Regions from separate parts of the Macaca mulatta genome. Here region 1 is linked to region 2. A link is a contact called in public Hi-C data. All regions are on one chromosome and are shown on one strand. Each heading gives the region's core, a stretch centred on a gene start, on an enhancer-like site or on the middle of the called end of the contact. The rest is flanking DNA. Distances are from core to core; before and after follow the strand shown.

What was found. Hi-C and Micro-C count contacts between places; a contact is called where the count stands out from the background.
Region 1: a contact with region 2 is called in a Hi-C map of liver, with 5 times the contacts expected there. The contact joins the promoter of ST7L here to the promoter of RHOC in region 2. A contact is called at or near these places in 3 of 14 Hi-C or Micro-C datasets (blood, cortical neurons and liver).

The regions. Positions count from the first base shown.
Region 1 is chr1:127,634,357-127,640,525 of T2T-MMU8v2.0, forward strand. ST7L (suppression of tumorigenicity 7 like) reads left to right here and starts at 2,530. Exons shown (of 15, transcript XM_015148385.3): 1 at 2,530-2,894. It overlaps CAPZA1 (capping actin protein of muscle Z-line subunit alpha 1), which reads right to left and starts at 3,354. Exons shown (of 10, transcript NM_001261214.1): 1 at 2,921-3,354. The coding sequence starts at 2,959.
Region 2 is chr1:127,549,331-127,555,912 of T2T-MMU8v2.0, forward strand. It overlaps RHOC (ras homolog family member C), which reads left to right and starts at 4,467. Exons shown (of 5, transcript XM_015148464.2): 1 at 4,467-4,516. PPM1J (protein phosphatase, Mg2+/Mn2+ dependent 1J) reads left to right here. Exons shown (of 10, transcript XM_015148456.3): 7 at 192-255; 8 at 412-519; 9 at 665-816; 10 at 966-1,286. The coding sequence ends at 1,113.

The sequences.
Region 1 (6,169 bases), core at 1,280-3,779, 83 kb after region 2:
ATTCTGATAAACTTGATTCTCAAAAATGCCTTAAAACCACTACCGTTGTCTAAACTGAAAGCATGTAGTTTTTCTTAATACTGAAAACGTCACCTTATTACTGAAAGCATTAGTCTAAACTGAAAGCATAACTTCTCAATTACCATACTTTTGAAATTGTACACAAATATTCTTCTAGTTAGGCTAAAGGGAAAAAATATGCTAATCACACTTTTTTCCAGAAAATTATCTTTGCTTTTATGTTTTACAAATGTTGAATGAAATAAAAAAAACAGACAATGAAAAGAACCCAAAGAAGTAATTCATCTCATATTTCAGGCTTCCTAATTATGGTATCTTTGTCTTGCTAAGCATGTAACTAAAGAGCTCAGGTTCATTCTCAGAAACTGTGAACTCAAAGCTACAACTAAAACGTTTATTTCTAAAAGTTACTACACTTTCAACTTCCTGTTTTATTTAGATAGCTCATCATGACCATTTCAGGTAACAAAACCCAACTTCCTTTTTACAAAGTGATTAAAAAAACTTCAGCAGTTATGAGAATAGATGATTTTACTAGCTTTTACATACATATTTATAAGGAAATTAGAGTCCATTCATTATCACCAAATTTTCTAAAGGTTTACTGCCTTTAGAAAATGTAACCAAGATAAAAAGCAATATTGAAATATATTTGGCAACAAAAAAACTATGCTAGAAGACGAAACTGGTCACAGATCTGCTATTAAAAAAACCAAGACTGGCCGGGCGCAGTGGCTCACGCCTGTTATCCCAGCACTTTGGGAAGCCAAGGCGGGCAGATCACGAGGTCAGGAGTTGGAGACCAGCCTGGCCAACATAGTGAAACCCTGTCTCTACTAACAATACAAAAAAATTAGCCAGGCGTGGTGACAGGCGCCTGTAATCCTAGCTACTCGAGAGGCTGAGGCAGGAGAATCGCTGGAACCAGAGAGGCAGAGGTTGCAGCGATCGCACCACTGCACATCACCCGGGGTGACAGAGCGAAACTCCAACTCAAAACAAAACAAAACAAAAAAAACCCAACACGTTAATGTTATTAAAACACTGCCAGTATTTAAAGACATCTTAATTGGCATTTTAAAAAATATACTTTCCCAAGTTTAATTAAAGGCATTCTAACCTGGTATCGAAGACAAAAATCCAACAACACTGGTCAATGTGTATCACGTAGGCACAATAAACTTAAAAGTTTATTATTTAAATTATTTGTGGAATTTTGACCGGGCGCGGTGGCTTACGCCTGTAAACCCAGCACTTAAGTGGCGGAGGCGGATGGACTTGAGCCCAAGAGTTTGAGACCTGCCTGGGCAACAAGACGAAATTCAGTCTCTACAAGAAATACAAAAATTAGCTTGACGTGTTGGCGGGTGCCTGTAATCCCAGCTACTTGGGAAGCTGAGGCAGGAGAATCATTTGAACTCGGGAGGCGGAAGTTGCAGTGAGCCCAGCGAGACTCCGTTTCAAAAAAAAAAAAAAAAAAATTTGTTTAGTTGTAACAGGATTTGTATTATAACAGGATTTTTGCTTAATTTTATTTGAATAGTAACTATTTGCCTTAGAACAATTTATTATAGATTGATTTCCAGCATAAGCTCATATATGTCTTTGTTTTTGTCCTAAATCTTATGTATGAAGATCAGTTTCCAAATAAGAGAAAATCTAATGCTGTTGTTCAATGGCTTGTTAAGCATTTCAAAATGGCATGCCATATGTAGGTATGATGTATCAAGTTATTCGGTGCAGAGGACTTATGGATCATAACAGTCCCCTCCCCATCCCAACTTCTTATTTAAAAAAACACCCTGGTAGATTTACAGAGCACTCAAGGGGACACATTTTCCAATAGCCACAGCAGGAGACAAATGTCATAATTCTTGTAAGTAAGTTGTCTCGTGAGGTCATTCTAAGTTCCACGTGCCCTAAAATCATGTACTTACTGAAAAGCCTGACAAAACTGTTATGAAACTGTGCAAATGTCAGAAGAAAAGTTATTCCACCTTAGAATGTGCTCTTGTATTTAAAACGCTTTTCAAGAAATAAGTATACAAACTGCACACTGACAAATTCAGCTAATCAAAGACTCCACAGTGGAGCACCAGAGAAGGCAGGACGCTTTGTCAAGTCTTGAACGTGTTAACATGCAGTTTATTATCTGTTACAGAAAATCTTTCTTGAGGTTAAGAAAATCCATCAGCTATTCTACATTTGTTAACAAGAAACAAAATTTTCAAAAATTATCGTTAAAAGGGTGTGTCTACAGGGAAAGTCTAGTGCTCAAATTGTGAAGCACATGCCCTGAGGCTCACAGATTTATTATAGCGAATCAGACAGGCGACAGTACTTGAGAAAAGTACTGCATGTGTAGTGAGGTGGACAACATTTGGGACCTCTCCTTGTCGAGGAGTCGTGACAGCAAAATCACTTCCTGAGGAAGGAGGAGCAAAAAGGAAGAGGCCATCCTGACCAGGAAGTGACTCGCCCTAAACTAACCCCAATTATATCTACAAATGGGGGGATGGGGGTTAGCACCAACTGCTAAAGGCGGTAAAATAACTGCTTTTTGATATGTAGCAACATAACCACCACCCACTCTCAAAATTACAGGAAAAAAGTCCACAGTCACGATCTAATAAAGGAAACGTCTGTTCCCTCGCAGGGAGGCCCCTGGGCTGTGCCTCAGGCCTGAGAGAAAAGGAGAGTCGAGGAACGAGGAACTGGGGCCACCGTGAGGCAGAGGAAAGCCCCGTAAGAGGGAAGCGTCCCGACTGCGGAGAGCGTATGTCAGCATTGACAAAGAAGCTTCTTTTTCCTGGGGACACTGCGAGGCTCCCAACGCAGCCGGGCCGAGCCCCAGTTCCCTGTCGGGGGAGGAGGTAAGAGAGAGAGGCGGACCCCTTACCTTCTCCTCATCCGACACACGATCATCGAAGTCGGCCATCTTGGGCTGTTCTGGCCCAGCCCGGGTGTGGGCGCTAGGCAGGCCGGGAAGAAAGCCGAGTGATGGAATCACCGCGGGGGCCGTCGGAAGGACCCGCCCGGAAACGCCGACCAAGAGGGCGCCATGTCAGTTATGCGCGGGAGTGACGTCTACTAGTGCCAGCGCCCGCGCCCGCGCCCCAGGAAGTAGGCTTTGCCTTCGGTGATTTAAAGTCTAATATCTTTCCCAATGAGTTACACTCATTTCCCATCCATCTAATGGGTGCTGGCAGCGTGTTTCGATTATTCTTGGCTCCTGGCCTCCATCCGACCAAGTCGCTCTTGCAGTTTTTCTGGTACCCGTTATCTCCACGACAGCCGAATCCAAAGCTCTAAGAGCTGCTCGGCCGCTGGAACGATCGGTGGCTTTTCCAACCCCGGGGGGCGGGGGTGTGAAAGGTGACCCTCATTTCGTTTGGAAGCGGTAATACTTCACTTTGGGGTCACATCTTAGTCCAGTTCCTCCAGAACAGGCGCTGCTGTCCGCCCCTTCCCTGCCCCACAAAGGAATAGGTATCCTCAATCTTGAGACACGCTCCTCCACCTTCGAAATCTTCTCGGTCCCGGTTCCCCAGGACTCAGCCTTCAGAGAGGCCAACTTCAGGTCCGCCACTATCCCAGGATTCCCGACTCCCGGTTTCCTGTCCTTCTCCCCTCCCAGCTCCTGGCTCCTGCGATAGCGGCAAGATGGCGGACGGTGGCGGCTCGGGTGAAGCCGCGGCTGCTAGAGCGTCTCCTGCACCTGTCCCCGGCCTAAACCCGACGTTGGGCTGGAGGGAGCGACTGCGAGCCGGGCTGGCGGGGACTGGGGTCTCGGTGTGGTTAGTGGCGGGGCTGGGGCTGCTTTACGCTCTGAGGATCCCTTTGAGGCTGTGTGAGAATTTGGCAGCGGGTGAGAGGACCAGACCTCCTGGGGCAGGGCGGGGGGCCAGGAGAGATGTCGGGGGCAAGAGCCAAAGGGCAAGAGATTCTCGGTAGTCCTAGAGGGCCTCTGAGGAGTCGATGATGAGCGATCAAGTGGGTTCTTTTTCTTTTGGACTGCAACCTTGCAGTTGATTGTCAAGCCTGCTGCCTCTACCGGCTCCTCCCTAGAACTCTTAAGGTCCGTCCTTTCTCTTATGTCCTCGTTTTTCCGTGGAAAAGCCACCTGACAAGCTATAAGCTTCAGGTATTAGGACAGAAGGGTGCATTCTCAGATTAGGATACGTAATTTATATTGGCTCCCCCGCCTCTGGTAGGATCCCATAAAGTCACTGCTTTGAGTGTCTCGCCGCCCAGCTGAGAGAACTCATATCCAGGCAACAAAGATGAGCACATCTGTAATTTAAAGATTTCAGAGAAAGAAAATGGCATGATTTTAATTGACGATTCTCTTGTTTTAAAATAGTTCTGTTAAGAAATAGTTGTCGTGATATTTTTGTCTGTTCTTTTAGGCTTATCTTGAGTAATGTAGTACAGGAAGTGAGAGAGCGCCACAAACAACTGTCGGTTTGCTAGTTCTTTCGACATCTGTAGAACACTTGCTATGTAGTCTGTGCTGAAAATACTAACACATGTAAGAAGTGATGATCCTGATGGATTCTCATATACTGTACTATTCTTTAGTTGTAGACGGGATAAAGTGTTTAGGGCCCAGATCCCCTTAGCATGTGATTATATTTCACTCAAGCTCTGAGCAGCAACCTCAGAACAAGATAGAAGTATTTCTGTTATATGATTCAGTACAGTGGTTGATTTTTCTGTAGCAGAAGGTAGCGAATGTCCCCTTTCCTGTTCAGAGATAACATGAAAGACTGTGAGGTAAAGTTCGGAAATATTTTGGCTTTTTTGGAGGGTAAGGTATCAAGTTCAAATATAACTAGCACACTAAAATAAGCTAAACTGAAGAGCTAAGTTGGCATCTCTGTAACAGGTGAATGAAGTGCTTAACGGCGGTTTCTATGCACAGTGTTACTGATTGACTTGTCATTTATTTATTTATTTATTTATTTTTGAGACGGAGTCTCGCTCTGTCGCCCAGACTGGAGTGCAGTGGTGCGATCTCGGCTCACTGCAAGGTCCGCTTCCCGGGTTCATGCCATTCTCCTGCCTCAGCCTCTCAAGTAGCTGGGATTACAGGCGGCCGCCACCTCGCCTGGCTGATTTGTGTGTGTGTGTGTTTTTAGTAGAGATGGGGTTTCACCGTGTTAGCCAGAATGGTCTCCATCTCCTGACCTCGTGATCCGCCTGCCTCGGCCTCCCAATGTGGTGGGATTACAGGCGTGAGCCACCACGCCCGGCCGACTTGTCATTTATTTTTCTACATGTTAACCATATACATTTAGATGAGAATAGTTGATTACTATAGATTTTGCTTTTTTACTTTTTCTTTTTTATTTTTTGTGAGACAGAGTCTCCCTCTGTCACCCACGCTGGAGTGCAGTGGCAAGATCACTGCAGCCTTGAACTCTTTTGCTCAAGCGATCTTCTGGCCTCAGCCTTCCAAGTAGCTGGAACTACAGGCGTGCACCACCATGACCAGCTGAGTTTTAAATTTTGCATAGAGACTGGGTCTATTTTATTTGCCTAGGCTGGTCTTGAACTCCTGGCTACCAGCGATCCTCCTGCCTTAGCTTCCCAAAACTATAAGATTATGGGAGTGAGCCATCCTACCTGGCCAGATTTTTATTTCTTTCTAAAACCCACCGTACTTATGAGATAATTATTTGAAGTGAACAATCTGCTCCAGGATTTCAGTAAGTCAGGGAGATTTCTGTTTGTTGCTTTTCTCTTTGAGCCATTTTGCCTCTCTAGCTGATATGCCAAATACATACACTGTTTCCTTCCCTCTAATTTGAGACAGTGGTTTTGTATCCTACCAAAATAATTATGGAGTCGTTTTGAACCTCCTTTGTAAAAGCATGTTTGTTTATCTTCTTATTCTTACAGACTTGCAAACGTTCTTGTCTAAATTATGACTTATAAGTGCTTTAGTTTTATTCTTTAAAGCAAGCTGAATTACCTCATTTTGATTTGTTGCAAATAGTTATAAGCCATTATTTATATTATGTATACAAATTAAAACTTTTTCAAGTGAATTTCACACTAGATATTAATACGACTTAAGTCCCATCACTCATAAAGATACTCGCATATTTGTAACCTAAGTACATTAAATTTGCATTTTTTAAAA
Region 2 (6,582 bases), core at 3,217-5,716:
ACACTTCCCTCAGAGCTGGGGCCCGTTCCCATGGCAACACAACCAGCCCCTCGCCCGCAGCAAGGTGGAAGCTGGAGGCTGGGAGTTGGGAGGATGTGGCCTTTCTAAGGGGTTTGTGTGAGGGTGCGCAGCTCCTAGGGGAGAGGGACTTTGATGCCTGGGTGATGCCTCCTCTACTCCCCCCTCCCCAGGGCCTACAAAAAGATCGAGCTGGAGGATCTCAGGTTTCCTCTGGTCTGTGGGGAGGGCAAAAAGGTAAACTCCATGGTAGAGGTGGGAGAGGGCAGGAGGACCTGTCACAACTTGTCTAGGGAGGTGGAGGTTCTACCTGAGGGTAGGGGTGGAAGGGATCTTTGGTCTCAGAGAATCTGGCAGAGGACTAGAGTGGCACTCCCTCCTCATTTCTTTCAGGCTCGGGTGATGGCCACCATTGGGGTGACCCGAGGCTTGGGAGACCACAATCTTAAGGTCTGCAGTTCCACCCTGCCCATCAAGCCTTTTCTCTCCTGCTTCCCTGAGGTGAGCCATACGGTGGTCCCCCTTAAACCACCTCTTGCCTTCTCTGGGGGTCTCAGGCCAGCTTTCATCTGCAGTCCCTTTATCCCCAGGCTCCCTGTCCAGCAAACCCCACACCTCAATCCTCTCCGCCCTTTTCTCCCACCAGGTACGAGTATATGACCTGACGCAATATGAGCATTGCCCAGATGATGTACTAGTCCTGGGAACAGATGGCCTGTGGGATGTCACTACTGACTATGAGGTGGCTGCCACTGTGGACAGGGTGCTGTCGGCCTATGAGCCCAATGACCATAGCAGGTAGGGGCTGCATGGCATGGTGGTAAGGGGATGGCACTGGTGAAGGAAGGGTCAAAGGGAAGCAATGCTTGGGACCCCACATGTGGGCCTGTGTATCTGTCTTCCCACATACATGTTGGTACATGAATGTGCATGTGTGCTTCTGGCAGGTATACAGCTCTGGCCCAAGCTCTGGTCCTGGGGGCCCGGGGTACCCCCCGGGACCGTGGCTGGCGTCTCCCCAACAACAAGCTGGGTTCCGGGGATGACATCTCTGTCTTCGTCATCCCCCTGGGAGGGCCAGGCAGTTACTCCTGAGGGGCTGAACATCATCCCTCCCACCACCATCCCAGCCTCTCCATACTTACTCTTCTCACAGCCCAAATTCTGAAGTTGTCTCCCTGACCCTTCTTTAGTGGCAGCTTAACTGAAGAAGGGATGCCTGCTATATCCAAAATTATAGCTATTGGCAAATAAACCAGATGGATAAAGGTGTGTGTCTTTATTTGCTTTGACTAGAAACTGAAAGATAAGAAGAAAGCTCTGTGGGGTGGTGGAAAGAGCACCAGAACAGTTCTAGAAATGTGGTATTCCCCAGGTTCTTTATTCCGCCCGCCACTCTTTCCACTCCACGCATTTGCTGTGAGTGTCACTGGCCACTTCTGTGGCTTCACCCATCTGCCCAGACCCTTCCTGAGCTTTAGATCCACACATTCCAGTCATCTCCTGGACAGCCCGCTGGCACTTCAATTCAAATACCTCAAACTAAATTCACCACTGCCCTCCATAACATGTTCCTTCTCCTGGTATATCCCCTCAATGTGCACCAGCTCTGCTGCTCCAGTTAGAAATCCTGGAGTTGGTCACCCTTTGCTTTCATTTCTTTCCCATCAAGGTAATTGATCACTAAGTATTGTTGACTATAGACCTTTAAAAATATTTCTCTACTTGTCTCCACCTCTCTCTGCCTTCAGTCACCACCACCTTTTACTATATTGGCCTCCTACATTTAGTGGCTCCTTACTGCGCCTAGAACAAAATCAACACTCAACTCCTGTGCATGGCATATAAGGACCTTCATGATCCAGCCACTGCTTCCTTCTCCAGCCTCATTTTTCACCACCACCACCACCTTCCTGGGGTTTGCATAACTGTGGGCTTTTAGTAGCTCCAACTTATCCAACATCTACTGCCGGGCATGGTGGTTCACACCTGTAATCCCAACACTTTGGGAGGCAGAGGTGAGAGGACTGCTTAAGCCCAGGAGTTTAAGACCACCCTGGGCAATAGTGAGACCCCATCTCTACAGAAAAATAAAAAAATAGCTGAATGTAGTGGTGAGTGCCTGTGGGAAGCAGTTAAGCATCCAAGGAAATTAAGAGTATTGCTTATAGTAGAAAAGAATAAAGATCTCAAATCAGTGATCTGTTTCCACCTTAAGAGGCTAGAAAAAGAACAGCAAATTAAACCCAAAGTAAGCTAAGGGAAGCAAAAATAAAGATGAGCAAAATAATTAGAAAAGGCCTGTCACCAGCCTGGGTAATATAGCAAGACCCCATCTGTACAAAAAATACAAAAATTAGGTGTGGTGGTACACGCCTCTAGTCCCAGCTACTGGGGAAGCTGAAGTGGGAGAATCACTTGAACCCAGAAAGTTGAGGCTGCAGTGAGCTGAGATTTTGCCCTGCACACTTGGACAACAGAGATCTTGTCTCAAAAAAAAAAAAAAAAAAAGGCCGGGCGCGGTGGCTCAAGCCTTTAATCCCAGCACTTTGGGAGGCCGAGACGGGCGGATCACGAGGTCAGGAGATTGAGACCATCCTGGCTAACACGGTGAAACCCCGTCTCTACTAAAAAATACAAAAAACTAGCCGGGCGAGGTGGCGGGCACCTGTAGTCCCAGCTACTCGGGAGGCTGAGGCAGGAGAATGGCGTAAACCCGGAAGGCGGAGCTTGCAGCGAGCTGAGATCCGGCCACTGCACTCCAGCCTGGGCCACAGAGCGAGACTCCGTCTCAAAAAAAAAAAAAAAAAAAAAAGAAAAAATTAAAATTTTTTAATTAAAGAAATCTACACATCACCTTATCTTGAAAACTTCACCTGCTGTTCAGGACTGGGTATCCCACAGCCACACAGGCCCACACTACAGCAATGACCTCCTGTATCATAACTGTCTACATTAGGAGTCAGTAGGGAGTGGCAATTAAGAACAGGGGCTCTAGAGTTCAGTTGTTTGGGTTCTAGTGTCAGACCCAGCACTAGCTTTGTAACCTCTCTGAACCTCAATTTGCTTCTCAGTAAAATGAAGATAGCTACCTCATGAGATTTTTGTAGTTAATGTATGTGGACCCAGGTCCATGTAATATGGATTCAATAAATGTTAGCCATCTTGAAATTGTCTGCATTCCTCATTTAGACTCTTAAGTTGTTTGAAGGCAGAAATGGATCTTCCAAACATAGCTCTCAGTTCACCCTCAAGAAATGTTTACTGAGCCAGTTAAGAGGCCTGGGGTCAAACTGCTGTGGACCTCAGTTTTCACATTTGTCAAATGTCTGGATTGCACTTCAGATAAAGTCTGTATGACTCCTAACATTCATTCATTCATCAAATATTTGTTGGCAACCTATTACGTGCCACTCACTGTGCTAGACAACGGGGGAAGGGACAGGCTGGAGGAGCCTGGGAAGTAGCAGGGCCAGACCACCAGTTTGGAGCCAGACAGGCCCGGCTTTGTGAATTCTTGCTGTCACAAGTCAAAAACATTTGTGTAAGCCACTTGATTTCTCTGAGCCTCAGCTTCCCTATGGGCAAAAAGGGATGGGTATATTTTCCCCAAAGATCTGTGATGAATATTGAAAGGGTTAAGCTGTGTAGTGTCCCAAGCACAAGCCAATGAAATGTTGGTGGACGTCCTCATTCTACTCCCACCTCCTCAGCTTCCTTACAGGAAAAGGAGATACGCGTGTAGGTAAGTATCCTATACACCAAGTCAGAACTAGAAGTGGGAACAGAATTCCCAGCTGGGATCCGGAAGCATTTCTAGGAGCACCCTTTGAGGAGTAGGTAGGAATTGGACTCCTGGAAATTCCAGGCCCAGGGAGGAAAGCGAATTGTGAGGAGGAACGCTGGTCTGGGTCTGAACGGCTCTGAGAGGTCTTCAAGTTTGGGGGATGACGTTGGGCTGTACGATCCTAGGAACAAGAGAGTGGACATCTCCCCCAACCAACACACCCACGCCGGGCCCTGGGACGTGCCGGGGGCTGCCCTTTCCCAGTCCCGCCTCCGGAGAGGTCCCAGGTGCAGCAAGAGCTGGTGGCTGATTGGCCACAGGAGGGCAGCAGCGGCCCTTCCTGACCCCACCCCGAGCACTCTTAACTTTCCCGACGCCGGTCCTCCCCTAGGGGCTGGAAGGTTGGGCAGAGTGAGTTCACCCAGGTAGTGCTGGCCCCGCTCGCCCGGCTCCTCCGCAGTCCCGGAATAACCCCGTGGCCCTCCCCTACCTGGCGGAGTGGACGCCCCCGGCCCCAGGCCTGCGGACCAGGGAAGCGGCGGCCGCCCTGCGCGGGGCCGGGGCGGGCCGAGCCAAGGGCCGCCCCCAGCCGACCCTCCCCCTGCCGGGCCCGCCCTCCCCGCCGCGGAGCTGGAGGAGGGCGGGGCGGGGCCCTGGGGTCAGTCTGAGCCTCAGGCACCGGCCGCGCAGCTGGAGGCGGCGGAACCGAAGGTACCCTGGGCCGGGGCTGCGGGCAGCGGGGCGTCTTGGGAACTCGTCCCCGGGAGAGCACTTTGCCTTCCTCTCTGGGCCGGAGATCGAGGCCCGTGCAGGGAGGGGGCTTCGGCCTGGGCTTGGACCCCGTTCCCTCCCTGCGGAGTCGGCATCCGGGCTGGGCGGGGGTCGGCCGCGTCGGCACCTCCCCGGGCTGCAGCGAGGGGGCCCGGACTTGCTGGCAGGGGCTCTCGCCTCCTGAGGTCCGAGTCGGAGCCCCTTCCCCTCTCCTTCCAGCTTCCTGGAACCTGCCCCGCCGGGTGAGGGGCGAGGGAGCCTCAACTCAGACGCTCCAGCCCCCAGGGCGGGCGGCCGCAGGGGACCTAGAGTGGGATGGGGTGGGAATTCCTCCAGGCCAGGAGGGAGGCATGGCGGGAATAGGGGCGGGATGTGACCATTGGGACCTGCCACTGTTCGGCAGGGTCTGGACGCCGCCCTAGACGGTTCCTGGAGCCCGCTTGTGTTGAGGATAAGGGAGATGGGGAAGGATCCAACTGTGTGTGTGTGTGTGTGTGTGTGTGTGTGTGTGTGTGTGTGTGTGTGTGTGTGTGTGTGTGTGTGTGTGTGTGTGTGTGTGTGTGTGTGTGTGTGTGTGTGTGTGTGTGTGTGTGTGTGTGTGTGTGTGTGTGTGTGTGTATCCTGGGGTTTTGGGGCTGGGATCCTGAGGCCGAGTCCCACCCTCACTCTGGTTTTAAAGTTGAGAATGAGGTATCTCCTGGTATCTCCAGAACGGATTCCTTCCCTAGGTGTAGGGTGGGTCAGCAAAGTCAACCGGCCGCTCTGGATCATCTGGGAATTCAAGAGAGCGGTTGGAGAGAGATCTGGTGTATCCACACTGTCTTGTCTTGGGGAAGGCCCCAGAAGTTCCAGGCTCCATTCCAGGACCTGTGTGGGGCTCAGTTGCCCCTCTTAAGGGGTCAGTGGGACAGTCCCTCTGGGGCTGCCTCCCATAGGGAGTTATCCATGCCATCTTGGCCTTGGGCCTAGTGTCCTGGCCTGGCCTGGGCTGCCTGCTGTTCCGGCCCAACCATAGCCTGGAGGGAAGGTCTTCTAATTGAGCTGGAGGCTCCAGGTCCCTTAACGCATGCCTCAACCCCAGGCTTCTGTCCTCTGCCTCTTTCCACTCTGGTGCCATCTGAATTACCCTGCTGGGGGGACAGCAGTGACATACTCATGCCTAAGTGACTGGCTTTCACCCCAGTAGTGATTGCCCTCCAACACTGCCCACCCCAGGGTGGGGCTACCCCAGCCCATCTTTACAAAACAGGGCAAGGTGAACTAATGGAGTGGGTGGAGGAGTTGGAAGAAATCCTAGCGTCAGTCACCTGGATAGAATTCCCGAGGAACCCTCTTTTTGGAGGGTGGTTTCCATTTCTGGAGGCTATCTGCCGGCAGGGTGAAAGCCTTCTTGCTTGTCTTCTGGGGAATCAGAGAGAGTCCATTTTCTGGTGGGAAGAGTGTGGCTGTGTACTTTGAACTCCTGTAAATTCTCTGACTCACGTCCACAAAACCGACAGTTTTGTGAATGTGTGTGGAGGCAAGGGAAGGGCCACCTAGGATCTGCTGTTGAAGGGAACAGGCCTGGGGCTGGAGGATTCGTTTCCTAAAGGGCAGTGTGAGGTGGTGGCGGGGTGTGGGGAGTAGAGGCCTTCAGTCAGCCCAGTTTGACAGGATGTGGGACTGAGAGAAAAAGCTAGGTTTGAAGCCGAGATCAGGTTACCGTCGCTTTCTTAACTGCTCCCTGCCTGGTTGGTGCTGGGACTGGCCCTCATTTGTCTCTTCTTTTGGGACTCCTCCCAACCCAGACTCTAGCCCCCTCCCCCTTCCCAACAGCCTTGACTTCATCTCAGCTCCAGAGCCCGCCCTCTCTTCCTGCAGCCTGGGAACTTCAGCCGGCTGGAGGCCGGTTCCCCTCCCCAGGGAAGGAGGAAGTGAGGGAAGCTGCGAAGGTGTGATGAACTGTGCAGATGCTCGCCGTGTGTGCTGGGGGTGGGGGACACTTGGAAGCCCGGGAAGCTGACTCC